Linked DNA regions of Mus musculus: regions 1, 3 and 4 are each linked to region 2. Evidence: chromatin contacts called from public Hi-C and Micro-C data. All regions are on one chromosome and are shown on one strand. Each heading gives the region's core, a stretch centred on a gene start, on an enhancer-like site or on the middle of the called end of the contact. The rest is flanking DNA. Distances are from core to core; before and after follow the strand shown.

What was found. A called contact is a pair of places that touch in the nucleus more often than the background predicts.
Region 1: a contact with region 2 is called in a Hi-C map of bone marrow-derived macrophages, with 4 times the contacts expected there. The contact joins two enhancer-like sites. A contact is called at or near these places in 3 of 484 Hi-C or Micro-C datasets (bone marrow-derived macrophages and pre-pro-B cells), 5 of 115 datasets of contacts at active chromatin or transcription factors (bone marrow-derived macrophages, microglia, pro-B cells and 1 more) and 1 of 9 other capture datasets (embryonic stem cells).
Region 3: a contact with region 2 is called in a Micro-C map of macrophages, with 6 times the contacts expected there. The contact joins the promoter of Runx1 here to the enhancer-like site in region 2. A contact is called at or near these places in 5 of 39 promoter capture datasets (the C10 cell line, HPC-7-derived erythroid cells, liver and 1 more), 2 of 15 datasets of contacts at CTCF or cohesin (large pre-B cells and pro-B cells), 16 of 484 Hi-C or Micro-C datasets (B cells, DN3 thymocytes, the G1E-ER4 cell line and 11 more), 14 of 115 datasets of contacts at active chromatin or transcription factors (DN3 thymocytes, the HPC-7 cell line, the SCID.adh cell line and 9 more) and 4 of 9 other capture datasets (adipose tissue, embryonic stem cells, liver and 1 more).
Region 4: a contact with region 2 is called in a Hi-C map of bone marrow-derived macrophages, with 8 times the contacts expected there. The contact joins two enhancer-like sites. A contact is called at or near these places in 13 of 484 Hi-C or Micro-C datasets (the 63-12 cell line, B cells, the HPC-5 cell line and 8 more), 11 of 115 datasets of contacts at active chromatin or transcription factors (the 230-238 cell line, CD8 T cells, the HPC-7 cell line and 6 more) and 1 of 9 other capture datasets (bone marrow-derived macrophages).

The regions. Positions count from the first base shown.
Region 1 is chr16:92,799,725-92,803,073 of GRCm38.p6, forward strand. All of the region lies in intron 2 of Runx1 (runt related transcription factor 1), which reads right to left. Among named protein-coding and RNA genes, the nearest start is that of Runx1, 25 kb to the right of the region's middle. RefSeq lists enhancers at 1,772-2,304, 1,926-2,160. Within about 2 kb of position 2,032, at least 132 of the 459 cell types and tissues checked have an H3K27ac peak or open chromatin away from gene starts, as enhancers often do. A contact at or near this core is called in bone marrow-derived macrophages, microglia, pre-pro-B cells and 1 more, where this site is marked.
Region 2 is chr16:93,027,066-93,030,774 of GRCm38.p6, forward strand. No RefSeq gene overlaps it. Among named protein-coding and RNA genes, the nearest start is that of Gm41499, 72 kb to the left of the region's middle. Within about 2 kb of position 1,791, at least 91 of the 459 cell types and tissues checked have an H3K27ac peak or open chromatin away from gene starts, as enhancers often do. A contact at or near this core is called in the 230-238 cell line, the 63-12 cell line, B cells and 14 more, where this site is marked.
Region 3 is chr16:92,823,806-92,827,328 of GRCm38.p6, forward strand. Runx1 (runt related transcription factor 1) reads right to left here and starts at 2,269. Exons shown (of 8, transcript NM_001111021.2): 1 at 2,129-2,269; 2 at 1,784-1,899. The coding sequence starts at 1,841.
Region 4 is chr16:92,865,970-92,869,283 of GRCm38.p6, forward strand. No RefSeq gene overlaps it. Among named protein-coding and RNA genes, the nearest start is that of Runx1, 42 kb to the left of the region's middle. Within about 2 kb of position 1,577, at least 86 of the 459 cell types and tissues checked have an H3K27ac peak or open chromatin away from gene starts, as enhancers often do. A contact at or near this core is called in the 230-238 cell line, the 63-12 cell line, B cells and 7 more, where this site is marked.

The DNA.
Region 1 (3,349 bases), core at 782-3,281, 230 kb before region 2:
GGATTGTCAAGTTAAGCTGTTTATTACCAGTGTCTGTGCTAGCAACTGTACAGAGATGCCTGGGTATCCTGGCTAGGTGCAGATATCTCAGCAGAAGTTAGATGAGGAGAGCCACTCCAGAGTGAGGCCGTGGGGAGAAACACACCAAAGGACAGACATGTACAGAGGAGAGCCATGCACAGCGCCAGCCACTCAGGGGACTTGCTCAGCAGAATTGAGGTCCATTTTAAAGACCTTCCTGGAGGAGGGGATGGGAAAATCACAGGGCTTTTCTAGAAGCCCTTAAGAATAGGCTGGATTCCTCCCCCCAACCACGATTTCTGTACTTTTATTTTATGTGTATGAATGAGTGCCAGCATATGTGTCTGTGCACCTTGTGAGAGCAGTGCATCAAGAGGCCAGTAGAGGGCGTTGGTGCCCTGATATGAATTGCAGGCGGTTGTGCGCTGCTGGGTGAGTGCGGGGAGCTGTAAGAGCAGCACACACTTAACCACTGGGCCGTCTCTCCAACCACCTTGTTAATTTTGTTTTTGTTATTAATCTTTAGTTAGCATAAAAATAGCAGGTTTCACGATGACATTTCTATGTATATAAACACACATGTATATGTATATGTGTATATGTGTATGTGTGCATGTATATGTATATAGTATTTTGCTCATATTTATCTCTAGCACTCTCCAAATCCCCTTACCTCACTGCCCTCCCTCTGGTCCCCCTTCTGTTGTAAGAACATATTTATCTGGCTTTTTATTCATCAGATACACACAGACAGTGATGAAGGGTATTGGTGGTCTTTTCCCCGTGTTCTCTAGAATAGCAAAGGTGAACTTGAAACTCTAACTTAGGTGTCAGGATCCAGAAGGCCCTCGGCGATAAAGGGGATGCCATCATGTGTTGCTCAGTGGCCCCTTCTTGGATGATTTAACATCAGCTCTTAGATGCCATTTGCTGTGACATAAGATGTCCACTTAAGTGGTTGTGTGTGTGCATATGTGTGTGTATATATGTGTGTGTGTGTGTGCACATGTGTGTGCATGTGTGTGTATGTTTGTGTCCACTTTGTAGTCCACCACAGCCTCAGAGTCATTGCAATTCCCCTGCCTCAGCTTCCTCAAAGCCGGGATTATAGGTTGTAACCACCACACTGACTGTCACTACTTTGAGAAGTAGGTCCTATGGAGCCAAGAAGGCAGCTTTCCTGTTGATTCTCAATACCACTCTCTGCTTCGGAGGGTCAAGCTGTTTGGTTCCCAGTGAGTTTGTGGTCATACCAGCGGTTACCCACTGACTTCTCATCTGCCTAGCTTATCTGATAACAGGCAAATGGGGAAGAGCTTTTAATACCCCCTGAAAGGGGAAGGAAGATGGGCACGCAGTTATTCACATCGTGGAACCAGGCCAGGGCACATGACTCCAAGAAGGAAAACTATCTCCATGCTGGACTCTGGTGTCCCCTTTGCTTTTGAATCTGGTATTTCAGCTCTCTGTGCCCATCTTTCTGTGTGTCTCTGTCTGACTGTGTGCCTCTGTCTGTGTCTGTCTGTCTCTCTGTCCGTCTCTGCCTGTCTCTGTCTTCCTCCGTGTCTCTGTCTCTTTCTCCTTCTCTGCCTCCCTCCCTCTCTCCTCTATTAAAACCAGGTCACAATAGCCCATGACGCAGAAAGACAAGAACTCTAGGTTCCAAATGTGTCATTTTCAAGACAGTTTAGTTCAAGACCAGGGTCTGCAAGCCTTGCCATTCCCCCGACTCCCGTAGCGCCCCCCCCCCCCAGGTGTCAGCAACCCATCAGGCGTCAGGGTTCCCTGCTACCCTCTGATCAGCTCTGCACTGCACTAAGGAGTTTTTTATGGAAAGCAATGGTCCCAGTGGCTGAAGGGTCCAGCAAGTGGCTGGTAGAGCCAGCAAGGAGCGATGGAGGGATGGTGTGAGGAGGAGACAGGAAGGGAGGCGGTGACACAGGCCTTCACAGGGCCGCTGCAGCTAGGAACTGCTGCAAAAGCAAGCTGCCCACGTTATCAGTGGCGCGCAGGCCTGCGGTTTTCTCGCTCTTGCAACCCGGCTTCAACTGCCGGTTTATTTTTCGACAAACAGGATGCCTCCATCTGAGGCTGTCAGCATCCCAGGCTCTTTGAGAAGAAAAGAGGTAGTGAGGGCCCCACCCTAGAGCCCAGCCGGGAGGGGTGGGTGAGAGGTCCTGTTTCTAGATGCTTCCCAGAGAAGTGAGAACCTAGCAGGTGCAGTGGCCAGGGTTCAGGAGCGTGTCAGGAAGGGTGGGGGTGGAACTTACACCTCCCACCCCCACCAGACTTAAATGGACTCCCCACCTCTGCATGGGTCCCAAGGCTAAGAGTTCCAACTATAAGGGGATGGACAGCTTGGGCATGGAGAAGCTTGCTTCTGAATGCCTGTGCAGAACACTTGAGAGCCACCAAGTGCTGATCCTCTGGTCCACAGACCAACCAGTCCTAAGATGGGAAGTGCTAGGGCTGTTAGCATGAAAATGCTTAAGGATGCACAAGGATATAGTGGATGGGAGAGTGTGTGTGTGAATTTATTCCCTGGTTTTATGAGAGCTACTTTGTTAATGGGAAATGGAGTTTCTTTATGTTCTAGAAGGAACGGGAGTTTGAAGCAGGGAAGGGATTTGAAAATCTCAGCTAGAGAGATGACTCAGCTGTGAAGAGTGCTTAGTGTTCTTCCAGAGGACCAGAGTTCTCTTCCCAGCATCCACCTCAGGTAGCCAAGACTGCCTCTAACTCCAGCTCCAGAGTAATTAGGTACTTCTGGCCTCTGAGGGTATCTGCAGTCACATAAAGACACGAGAGTACATGTGCCCTCACACAGGCACGTACACGCACACAGACATAGAAACACACACATATATACACAGAAACACACATACACATGAAGCACACACACACACACACACACATACGTTCATGCACACACCACACATACAGACACACAGGAGTACAGATATCTACATTCATGCACACACACATCCACAAACACACACACACACACACACACACACACACACACACACACACACACACACACACACACACAATAATAAAATCTTTTTAAAAATCCTAGCTGGGAACGCCTTCAGAAACGGGAGAACCCAGATCAGTCTTTCATCCAAAAGATGGTAGGATCTGACAGAAAATACTCCGAGCTGTGCAGCCGAGCCAGAACCCTGTTTGTCCCGGGAAGCAGACGTGTCTTCCATGCGGATCTTCACAGACATAGTTTTACAGAAACTGGGTTGTAGTTAATGGCTCAGAATTTAGATTCCAAATTTTAGATCCCAAAGCTTAACTTGTTCTCAAATTAAGCCTAGCA
Region 2 (3,709 bases), core at 541-3,040:
ACTGACATACGGAGCTCAGAATTTACCCAGATCACGAGTGGACAGGAGGAGACAATGATTGCAAACACGAGTTTGAAGGCCTGAGTTCAATCCTTGGGACTCAGTGTCCCAAGGGACAGGAATGCCATGGTATGTTTGAGCACTGTGTTTACCTACCCACCTCTCCTCTTTGTCTCTCCCCCAATAATAGTAATAATAATAATAATAATAATAATAATAATAATAATAATAAATATATGTGTGCTTTTAACAAAACAATAGGTAGGGCCTGTATTCTGTATGCTGGAATTATAAAACATGGATGAAATCACAAAATCCAACTTCAAGAACTCAACAGCTAAATTAAGCAATAGACATGTCCTGGAAGACTAAGTATATTAAGTATCCTGGCTAGTTCATTTTTTTTTTACTTGACCCAAGTTAGAGTTATTTGGGAAGAGGGACTCTAAGTTCAGAAAATGCCTTCCCTAAAATTGGGCTGTAGGCAAGACTGTAGGGCATTTCCTTAGTTAGTGAACAATGGGGGAGGGCCTAGTCCACTGTAGGCAGTGCCCTTCCTGGTGGTCTTGCGGTGTGTAAGAAAAGCCCAAGCAAGTCATATAGTCAGTTAGCTATGCTCCTCCATGACTCCTGCATCAGTTTCTGCCTGCTGGTTCCTGCCTGGAGCTCTTGGCCTGACTTCCCCTGATGGTGGGTTACAAGCAGTAAGATGAAACAAACACTTGCCTCCACTGGTTGCCCTTGGTCCTGGTGTTTCATTCCAGCAACAGACACCCTAAGGGAGTTAGGATCACAGCCCCCCCACCCCCTGACTGACTCATAGAATAGATGAAATTCTTACCAAAGTCTCAACCTAGTTTTACAACACAGAAAAACTGATTTTGACGTGGAGATAGAAAAGTTCACTCTCCTGGACCGTTCCGATCTTCTAGACTGAGAAGAAAGCGAGACATGCTCGCTCACACTGAGGCCGAGCAATAACTAAAGCATCGATACACCAGCAGCAGGCGACAAAGTAGCTCAGGAGCAGACCCACAGCAAGGTTGATTCCTTTCCCACAGCACCAGAAATTCCAGTTGTAATAGTGTATGCACAAAGTAACTGAAGCACGGAGAGAGCAACTTAAATTCTGGTGAGTTATTTTTAAAAATTGAGGTGTAATTTCCATTCTAAAAAAAAAAATCATTCTTTTCTAATATAAAACGGAACAGCTTCTGTTTTGTTCTTAATGTGCAACTATCATTTTGCCCATTTCCAGAATATTCCATCACCCAGAGAGAAATCTGTATGGCAGTGACTCTACATTTTACATCCCACCCCCACCCCCACCCCCACCCCACGCAGCTAAGACCCTACTCTCACATCCCTTTGTCAGTTTGTCTGTTTTAAGTGAATGTGTGTGTGCCCAGGTGTATATACGCGCACTACATTTCTACATGCCCACAGAGGACTCTCAGCTCCTGAGGCATTTCACAGCCATGGGATCAAGTGACATGTGGCTTTAAGCATTACTTTATTTTTACCTTGCTGTTGTACAGAGCAGAAGGAACTCAGAAGGCAGCCCTCAGACCCAAAGTGGCTCTAGCAGCTACCAATCCCACCTTGCTTTCAGGGCAGACTGTAGAGACCTAAGGGTTTTGATGACCCTCCAGGGAGAATCCCAAAGTGACTAAACTCAGATCTTCAGCAGACTGACCATTTTTCAAAAGCAACGCAGTTGCCCGAGCTACACTGCTAGCTTCCAGCTGGGGCAATGCTCGCACAGGCTGGCTTGGTTTTGCTTCCCCTTTTGTGGTGGGAAAGGGAAGCCGTGAAGCAGGTGGAGACCAGTTATGGAAAATGAGCAACACTTGCCTTTTCTGAAGGTCTGCGTCATAACCTTTTTTTGAAGGTCCTGTTCTCCTGGCTCTTAACAAATCCTGTTTTATGATGAGGAAACCGAGGCCCAGAAGTGGTCCGTGATTTCTAAAGTCATGCGCAAATTCACCTGCTTCCAGGCGTGTTCTCTCTGAGCATCCCTGTCTCCTGCTAAGATCAGCGCCAAAGGCAGATGTGTCACAGGAACATCAAGCAGAGAGGCCAGGGTCGTATGTTTTAGACTTCAATCTTCATAGTTGTGTAAATCGAAAAGCATACAAATAACAATAAAATCAAAACAAACAGAAAACCCCTATAACTACTAATTTAAATTATTATTTGTTCTTACTTCTATTCCAAATTATTTATAAATTTGAACCACACAATTGGACACACAGCACTATAAAAACTCTACCCACTTAGCAGCTCATACATCACCAACCAGCTGGCATTTATTGAGCACCTCCTAGATGCCTGGCTCTGGCTAAGAACTTTCCAGATATCTCTTCATTCCCAGATCACATCCACAATTTGAGGGAGACTGACTACCATCACTCAAGACACAGGATGAGCTAGTGGGCAGCTCAACTCCAGCCCCAGATCAAATCCATACTGTTGGCTACTGTACCAATGTGCCTTTGTGACACTCCCCCAAACCTGGACTTCAGAGTCCCTCCATGGCTACCATTGGGTAAAGGTCAGACTGGGAAACAGGTGGAGGAAGGAGGCCGAATGTCTGCACGGCAGGTGTGTCAGCTTCTTCTTCTCCCATCATTCCTCCCCCCACCCCCTGCCTCTCTCTTTGTTTACTTTTAAATGGGGAGGGGGAAAGCTGAGATAAAACATTTCATGAGTAATACTTCAAGATGCATTTGATTAAATTCTTGAAATGAGGTGTATAAGAGATTAGAAAAACGTGCCTGTGTTTCTATGTGTGTATGCATGAGCATGCATGTGTGCCTGTGTTTCTATGTGTGTATGCATGAGCATGCATGTGTGCCTGTGCGTGTGCATAAGCATGCATGTGTGCCTGTGTGTGTGCCTAAGCATGCATGTGTGCCTGTGTGTGTTCATAAGCATGCATGTGTATCTGTGTGTGCACAAGCGTACATGTAACCATTGAGTTTCCTGATAGTCCTGATGTGTTGTTTTATTTCTAAGTGATAACATAATTATCCTGGAGGAATGCAAGTGACAAAACTTTCAATACGCCATAGCTTATTAAGGGAACTTAAGATGGGCAGGAGGGTTGGTTCAGCAGTGCACAACACTTGTTGATCTTGCAGAGGATGAAGGTTTGATATCCAGCAACTATGTGGCAGCTCATGACCAACTATTCTTGGGCATACACAATTCTCTTCTGGCTTCTGTGGGCACTGCACACACATAGCTTATATACACACATGCAGACAAAAAACCCTCCTACACATAAAATGAAAATTCTTATAAAAAGTGCACTGATTGCAAACATTTAGAAGTAAAATTAGAGCATGTTTCTTTTGGAATTGGAGCTCAGTTTCAAACTAAACCTAAGCCAGGCACTTGTCATACGTTGGATTGCTTCTTCCTAAAACAGTTATGCTGAAAGCTTCCAGCCCCACCTGTTAAATGTTTCTGTATTTGGAAAGAGGGTTTTCATAAATATAAGCAAATTGTCTTCAAAATGGACCCTTAGGAGCTGGGGAGATGATTCAGTGAGTAAGATGTGCACTACAGACTTGAGTTCAGAACCTCAACATCCCTAGAAAAAGGAGGCCAAGGCCACAACTACCTGCAATCCTAGCAGAGATAGGAGGATTCCTGTGGCCAGAAATTCTTTCCAAAATGCTGAGTTCCTGACCCAGCAAAAGGC
Region 3 (3,523 bases), core at 1,019-3,518, 200 kb before region 2:
TCAGACCTGTCCCCATGAGTCAACCTCACTCAGACCTCACTCAGATTTCTCTGTCACCAGCAAGGGAGTGCTTGGAAGCCCTTAATTTAAAGCTTGAAATTGGTTAATGACTTACTTTTTTTCCTCTTCTCTTTAAATCCTGATGCACCCCCCCCAAACCTACAAACACATGTGCCACCACACACACACACACACACACACACACACCACATATATACCACATACACATAGACACATACCACATCTCATTCACACACACACACACACCACACACACATATATACATACCATACCACACACACACATATACACACCACACCACACACACATACACACATCCCCCACACATGTACCACACACACATAGGCATACACACACACCACACACACACATATACCACATACACATAGACACATACCACATCCCACACATACACACACACACACCACACATATACATACCACTCCATGCACACACATACACACACACACACATACACACATACCACACACACACATACATACCACACACACACACACATATATACCACACACACATACATACACACACCACATATATACATACACACACACACACACACACACACCTTCCTCCAGTTTTCACGTTTCAGCATAGATGAACCATCACAACCTCAATAGCCTTTGTTGTGACAAAGTCGCCAGCAAGCCCTCGAATTCCCCTACTCATTTGGCTGTATGAATAAATAATGATTCACAGATACTGGCTGGGTGTGCACATAATTTGTATCCAGAAAACAAATGATTTCTTCCCCATCCCATCCCACTCCATTTTAGCTCTGCCAGAGCATCATACCACAAGCTACACGTCCTGATACACGGCCACGTCTTTGTGAGCTCTTTATGCCACTGTTTTTCTTTACTTAAGCTCAGTCCTCATCCTGAAAGACCCACCAAGCCCACATGGGCACTATGGCTGAACTCCAGCATTGTAAGTTCCATAAGGCCGCTGTAAAAAATGCAGGAAGGTTCAGGGACCTACGTGGTGCCAACCCATAAGTCTGTAATCTAGTAATTTCTGCTGTGACAGTGCGTGGACTTAGGAAATGGCTTCATAGTTCTTTCTGAGAGAGACTGTGTACCACAACTTGCTGGCTTTCTGTCTTGAGCAATGCCGGCTGCCTCTTTCAATTGAGGCTGAAAGAAAAACCACAGCACAACACAGCATCTTCTGATGGCTTTTCCCAGAACGAGTCTGCCCAAATCCTGCCCTCTGTGGACTTGCCACTTTGGCCCTGAAATCTCCGCACTGATCCAAGGTATACCTGTGAGCTGCCTCTCGGAGACCACTCTGCTGGCACCGGCTCTTCCGGCCAGCTAAGTACTGAGCCTGCTAAACCCAGGGGCAAGCCAAACTCAGAACCAGGGCCAGACAGCTTGCTGCCATCAGAGTAAGTGCAAGCGAATCATTCAGAGCAAGGCACAGCCAGATAAAACCCAAAGAGTGTCCTCCGCGCCAGCCTTCTAATCTCTGGGACTTTAACTGAGAGCGGCTCAGAGCACTTGACACAACTTTCACCCAGCGACCAAATATTTCAACAGCCTAAGCATTTATTAAAACATCCCCGCAGCACGGCGTCTGACAAATAATAATCTCGTGGTCTCAGAGTCAACAGCCTCTGTTTGAATTCCTCCCCCCACAAGCAGGCAGGGACTTCAGGCAGGCACCGGAGGGTCCACGGGCTGCCATCTTAGTCTGCGCAAAGCTGAGCAAAATCAGATATAAAAAAGACCAGCGTACTCACCTCTCATGAAGCACTGTGGATATGAAGGAAATGACTCAAAAATGCTGTCTGAAGCCATCGTTTCCTTTCGAAAACGCACCTCTCCTGAAGGCGGGGGATTCTATAATTTCTTTCACCTTCAGAGCAAAAACCAAGAAATGTCACTTACTCTGACCTCACCTCCCACCATGGCTCCCCACGTCTCTTTCTACCCCCAACCCTAACACTTCTGGTACTCCATGGGTCCTATGGGGTGGGGGTGGGGGAAAGAATTATTGCAGAAACAAATATTCAAATTGTTAAAGATTAAAAAAAGGAAAAAAAAAAGACGAAAGCACCGCCTATGCTGTGGGTTGAACTGCTCACCGCTCTGCGAAAGCCTGTGGTTTGCATTCAGTGTGATTCGTCCTGCCTGCTGACCACTGTGCTGGGCTTACACTTCTGACACTGCCAGGCTACCCAACTTGTGGTTCTGTGGTTGTTTATGAGGTCCAAAGAAGTTTTCACACAACCCAAATTACAAATTTAACTGTTCCCCTTTCCACAGCCCACCGCCATTGGCTCTTGCCAATCACGTGACTTAAGTGATGTCAATTTTTTTTTTTTAAACTTTCTGAGCTATGCCCTTCCTGCCCTCCACCTGCCCTCCCCCAGGCTGTGTAAGGAAACAGTTGAGCAGAGCTTAGCAGAGAGGGGCTGTAAGAGAAAAAAAAGCACAACAAACAAGCAAACAGAAATCCCCTGCCTCAGTCTTTTCTTGCTCTCTCTGTCCTGTGCGGATTTGGTGGCTTTCAGATCCTGTTGTTATTTGTGGTTTGAGGAACAACTGATTATTTAGATAAAGATTGCCTTGCTGTTTATTCAACAGCAATTCAACGTTGGCACCAACTTGCTGCTGAGCCCGGATGCGGCTCTCATCACTTAAATGCTGGGCACCAGCTCGGGAGAGCTGGGTTCTTGGTGAAAGCAAGTGAGACAGAAAAGTTAGAAAAGAAGACCAAGAGCCCTTTTCCGTGAGTGGCTGATCCTGGGAGGGCTAGGCTGGCAACCTACTGACATCTCAAAGCTTGGGAACAGTATGACACGTTTTAATTGTGGGATGAAAAGACCACTTTGATCAAAACCCAAATGATGTTGTCCTTGGCTTTCCCCTTGGCGGATAGGCTTAGCATGGACATCTCTTGGTAAGTAGAGGAAACAGTGGCGTTCTCTTCACACTGGCACCAGTTCCCACGCTCGCTTGCATTAGGAAGTTTTGTGGAGAGCAAAGGAGGAGAATTTCCTCACTCAGCAGAGCTGTGGCCTGTGGGCAGCTATCTGTTCATTGTTTGTACCAATAAAGCCTACTGGTAGCCTTTCCGAGCTCCACTCAAAGAAATGGGCCAAGTCACCCTGCTAGGGATAATTACTCTTTGAATCCATGAAGAGTAACTTGTGACTACCCAAGATCCTGCCTCCTCCTGGCCAGCCCCCGGAGGGGGATATTACACAGCCCTTCAGCCTCCAGAAGTCACATGGTCAGGGGACAGACAATAAAGACAAGATGATTCTGTGGGTGTGAGCTCTTCTGTTCACCTCCACCTATTGACCTCTTCGTTCTATCTGTTTTACTTGCTGAGAAGTGAAGCCTTAGTCTTCCTGGGATCCCCAGGCAGGGCCTGGCCTTCCTTTCCTTACTTGGGTCTTCCTTTTCCTCTGTTCAGTTTCCCTCCATTTCGAGGTGATGCCCGATGAGAGGCTGGGCCTTGAGCAGCGTAGCTC
Region 4 (3,314 bases), core at 327-2,826, 160 kb before region 2:
GAAAGAGGAGGAGGATGGAGAGCATAGGAAGTGGAGGAGCATGTGAAGTGGAGGAGCATAGGGGGAGGAGGGAGAAAGAGAGCACGGGAAGTGGAGGAGCATGGGGAGGAGGAGAAAGAGGAGGAGGGGCGAGAGTATGGGAAATGGAGGAGCATGGGGAGGAGGAGGAAGAGGAGGAGGAGGAGAGAGAGTATGGGAAATGGAGGAGCATGGGGAGGAGGAGGAAGAGGAGGAGGAGGAGAGAGAGTATGGGAACTGGAGGAGCATGGGGAAGTGGAGGAGCATGGGGAGGAGGAGGAAGAAAGACAGCATGGGAAGTGGAGGAGCATGTGAAGTGGAGGAGCATAGGGGGAGGAGGGAGAGGAGGAGGAGGGAGAGCATAGGAAATGGAGGAGCATGGGGAGGAGGAGGGAGAAAGAGAGTATGGGAAGTGGGGGAGCATGGGGAGGAGGAGAAAGAGGAGGAGGGGTGAGAGTATGGGAAATGGAGGAGCATGGGGAGGAGGAGAAAGAGGAGGAGGGGTGAGAGTATGGGAAATGGAGGAGCATGGGGAGGAGGAGGAAGAGGAGGAGGAGGAGAGAGAGTATGGGAAATGGAGGAGCATGAGGAGGAGGAGGGAGAGCATGGGGAGCATGGGAAAGATAAGAAGAAGAGATGGAGGAGGAGGAAGAACATGGGAAGTGGAGGAAGATGGGGGAGAAGGAAGAGGAGGAGGAAGAGACCAGCTCATTATCCAAACTCAGTGGCACCAAGAGAGACCAGAGACTCCATCCCCTTGGCGTTCTCTGAGGCCAATTGTCAGTGGTCACAATGGATGTACAGATCTCAGCTTCTCTCCGAGCCCCCTGTTCAGATCCTACAAGGATGATGTACCTGCAAACCACCTGTGCTCCTCCCAAGATGAGGGAGTTGGGATGATCTGTGTTGAATTTTAAAATACTTCAGGTGTATTCTCTACAAATTTGAAATATCCTTTGACAAGTCAGACCTTCCTCCCTAGATATCAAATCCTCTATGTTCTGGCACTCACAATCACACATATTTCTTCCACATCCCAGAGATAATTGATCATCCTGCCTGCCTCTGCTACTGGCCATGCCCTTGGTAGTCCACACGGGAGAAAAAAATTCTCCCCTGAGCCCAGAGTAGGTTTCCCTTCTTTTCACCATTGCTAACTCCTATATTCTTTCTGATTCACTGTTGAGCCTCAAGGGTGAGGGCTGTAGACACAGCTGTAAAGGTCATGGTCAGGTTCTGCTGTGGGACCTAAGGGTCTTTGCACTGGTGCTGCCACGTGGATTGGTGAACCGATGCCAACAAGCAGAAAGCATCATGGCTCAAGCAGTGTGGGAACTATGTCATCCTCTTTGTCATCCTTCAAGAGCGGGGGTGGATGGTTTCACCTCTGGTGCAGCAGATGGCTTCTGTCATCAGGGACCCAAGCCTTTTCTATTCTTCCTCTCTGTGGTCTTTGACCAGTTGGACAGGAAAACAAAACTTCATATTTATCACCTCATGATCACAAGATGGCTGACGTAACCCCCACAAGGCGTTCTCCTCTCAGCACCACAAACAGGAAGGAAGGAGCTGATGCAGATGTTGTTGTCTTTTGATTTAGAAAGCGAATCCCGTTCTGCTTCCCTCTTCCTCTCAGTGTGGAGACCTAATTATGTTCCTGTCTCTCAAAGACGATCAGTGAGGACAAGTAGGACCCCCACAGCTGGTTCAGACATTTGTGTTGAGAACAGGACTGACCTACTTTGAGAACAAAGAGAACTCTGTTCAATGTCTGGAACACAAGATTGGGAGGTGTTCTAGTTCGATTGCTGTTGCTCTGATGAGACCCCCTGACTAAGGGCACTTCAGGAAGTTAAGGGTTTATTTACTCTTTCAGGGCACTGTCTGTCACTGAAGGGTGTCAGCTGAGTCTATGTGGATTAACTAGCCTGACTGGGGAGCTCTCCCCAGCCTCAGAGGCTACGACAGGAAGCCTGGAGGAACTCATGGCTCATGCTCTGCTTTCTTTTTCTCTTCTTTCTGATCTAATTTTCATTTTACGTGTGTAAGTGTTTGTGCCTGACCTGAGTCTGAATAACTCGTCTGCCTCGCACCCCAGGGAGGCCAGAAGAGGGCATCAGAGTCCCCAGAACTAGAATTACAGATGGTTGTGAACCACCATATTGGTGCTGGGAACTGAACTCAGGTCTTCTGCAAGAGCAGCAAGTGCCCTTAACCACTGAGCCATATCACCACCTCTCTAGCCTTCTTAGACAGCTCTCTTATACACCCCAAGACCACCTGTCCGCTGTGGACTGGGCCCTCATACGTCAACTGACAATCAAGACCACACATGCCTTCCAGATATTCCCATAGGCCAATTCTGTCTGATAGGCTAATTTAATCTTGCTGATCTATCAGTTAAGACCCCCTTCTCAGGTGACTCTAGTCTATGTTAAGTCGACAGCTAAAACCAGGGCATGAAGAAACAGCTATGGGCTATGCAACCAGGAAGCCAGTCTAGGTATTCTGCTCTGAGAGAGTTGGTCTAGCTTTGATAACCTTCTTTGCCCTTGACTGTGGCCTCCTCCAGTCCAGGCATGCGTGGTCACAGGAGCACCTTCATCCTTGCACATTGCAGACTTACCAGAACTTTGTCTTCATTCTCACATTTACCTCCTGGAAGGGACCACTTCAAGCTTCCTTGCACACTGGTCATGTTTTTTATCATCTTGCCTTGTCTATTTATAATTCCCCACTCTAGGCTTCCAGGAAGCCTGTCTCTATCATGTTCCTTTTTTCTGAGCAGGCTTCCTCTCGTCAGCCCCTTTCCTTTCTTCCTCTCTGCCATGTTCTCGTAGTGGCTGTGCCTACCACCACTCTGTTGCTTCTTACTGTATTTTTTAATGTGTTATTTTTCATACAATTATATTTTGATTATGTTTCCCCTTCTTCAAATCCTCCCGGATCATCCTCACCTTCCAATACACCCAACTTTATGTTCTCTGTCTCTATTCCTTGGGGGCAGGGGCGGGGGGGGGGAGACCTCTAAGAAACAAAATCAAGCAGGAAACAGCCCTTTCAAACCACAAAAACTGAAGATCAAACAAATTAACAACAAAAAGCCAAGTAGTTAAAAGACCATTATGACAAAAACAGAAATTCTGAAACAAAGCAATATGAAAACAACAACAACAACAACAACAACAACCAAAAACCCACAAAAATACCCTTGAGTTCATATTGTGTTAGCCAGCCACTACTGGGCACGGGACCTGCCCTGGCGTGTGGCTCTGTAACATCACTGTTTTTAAGTG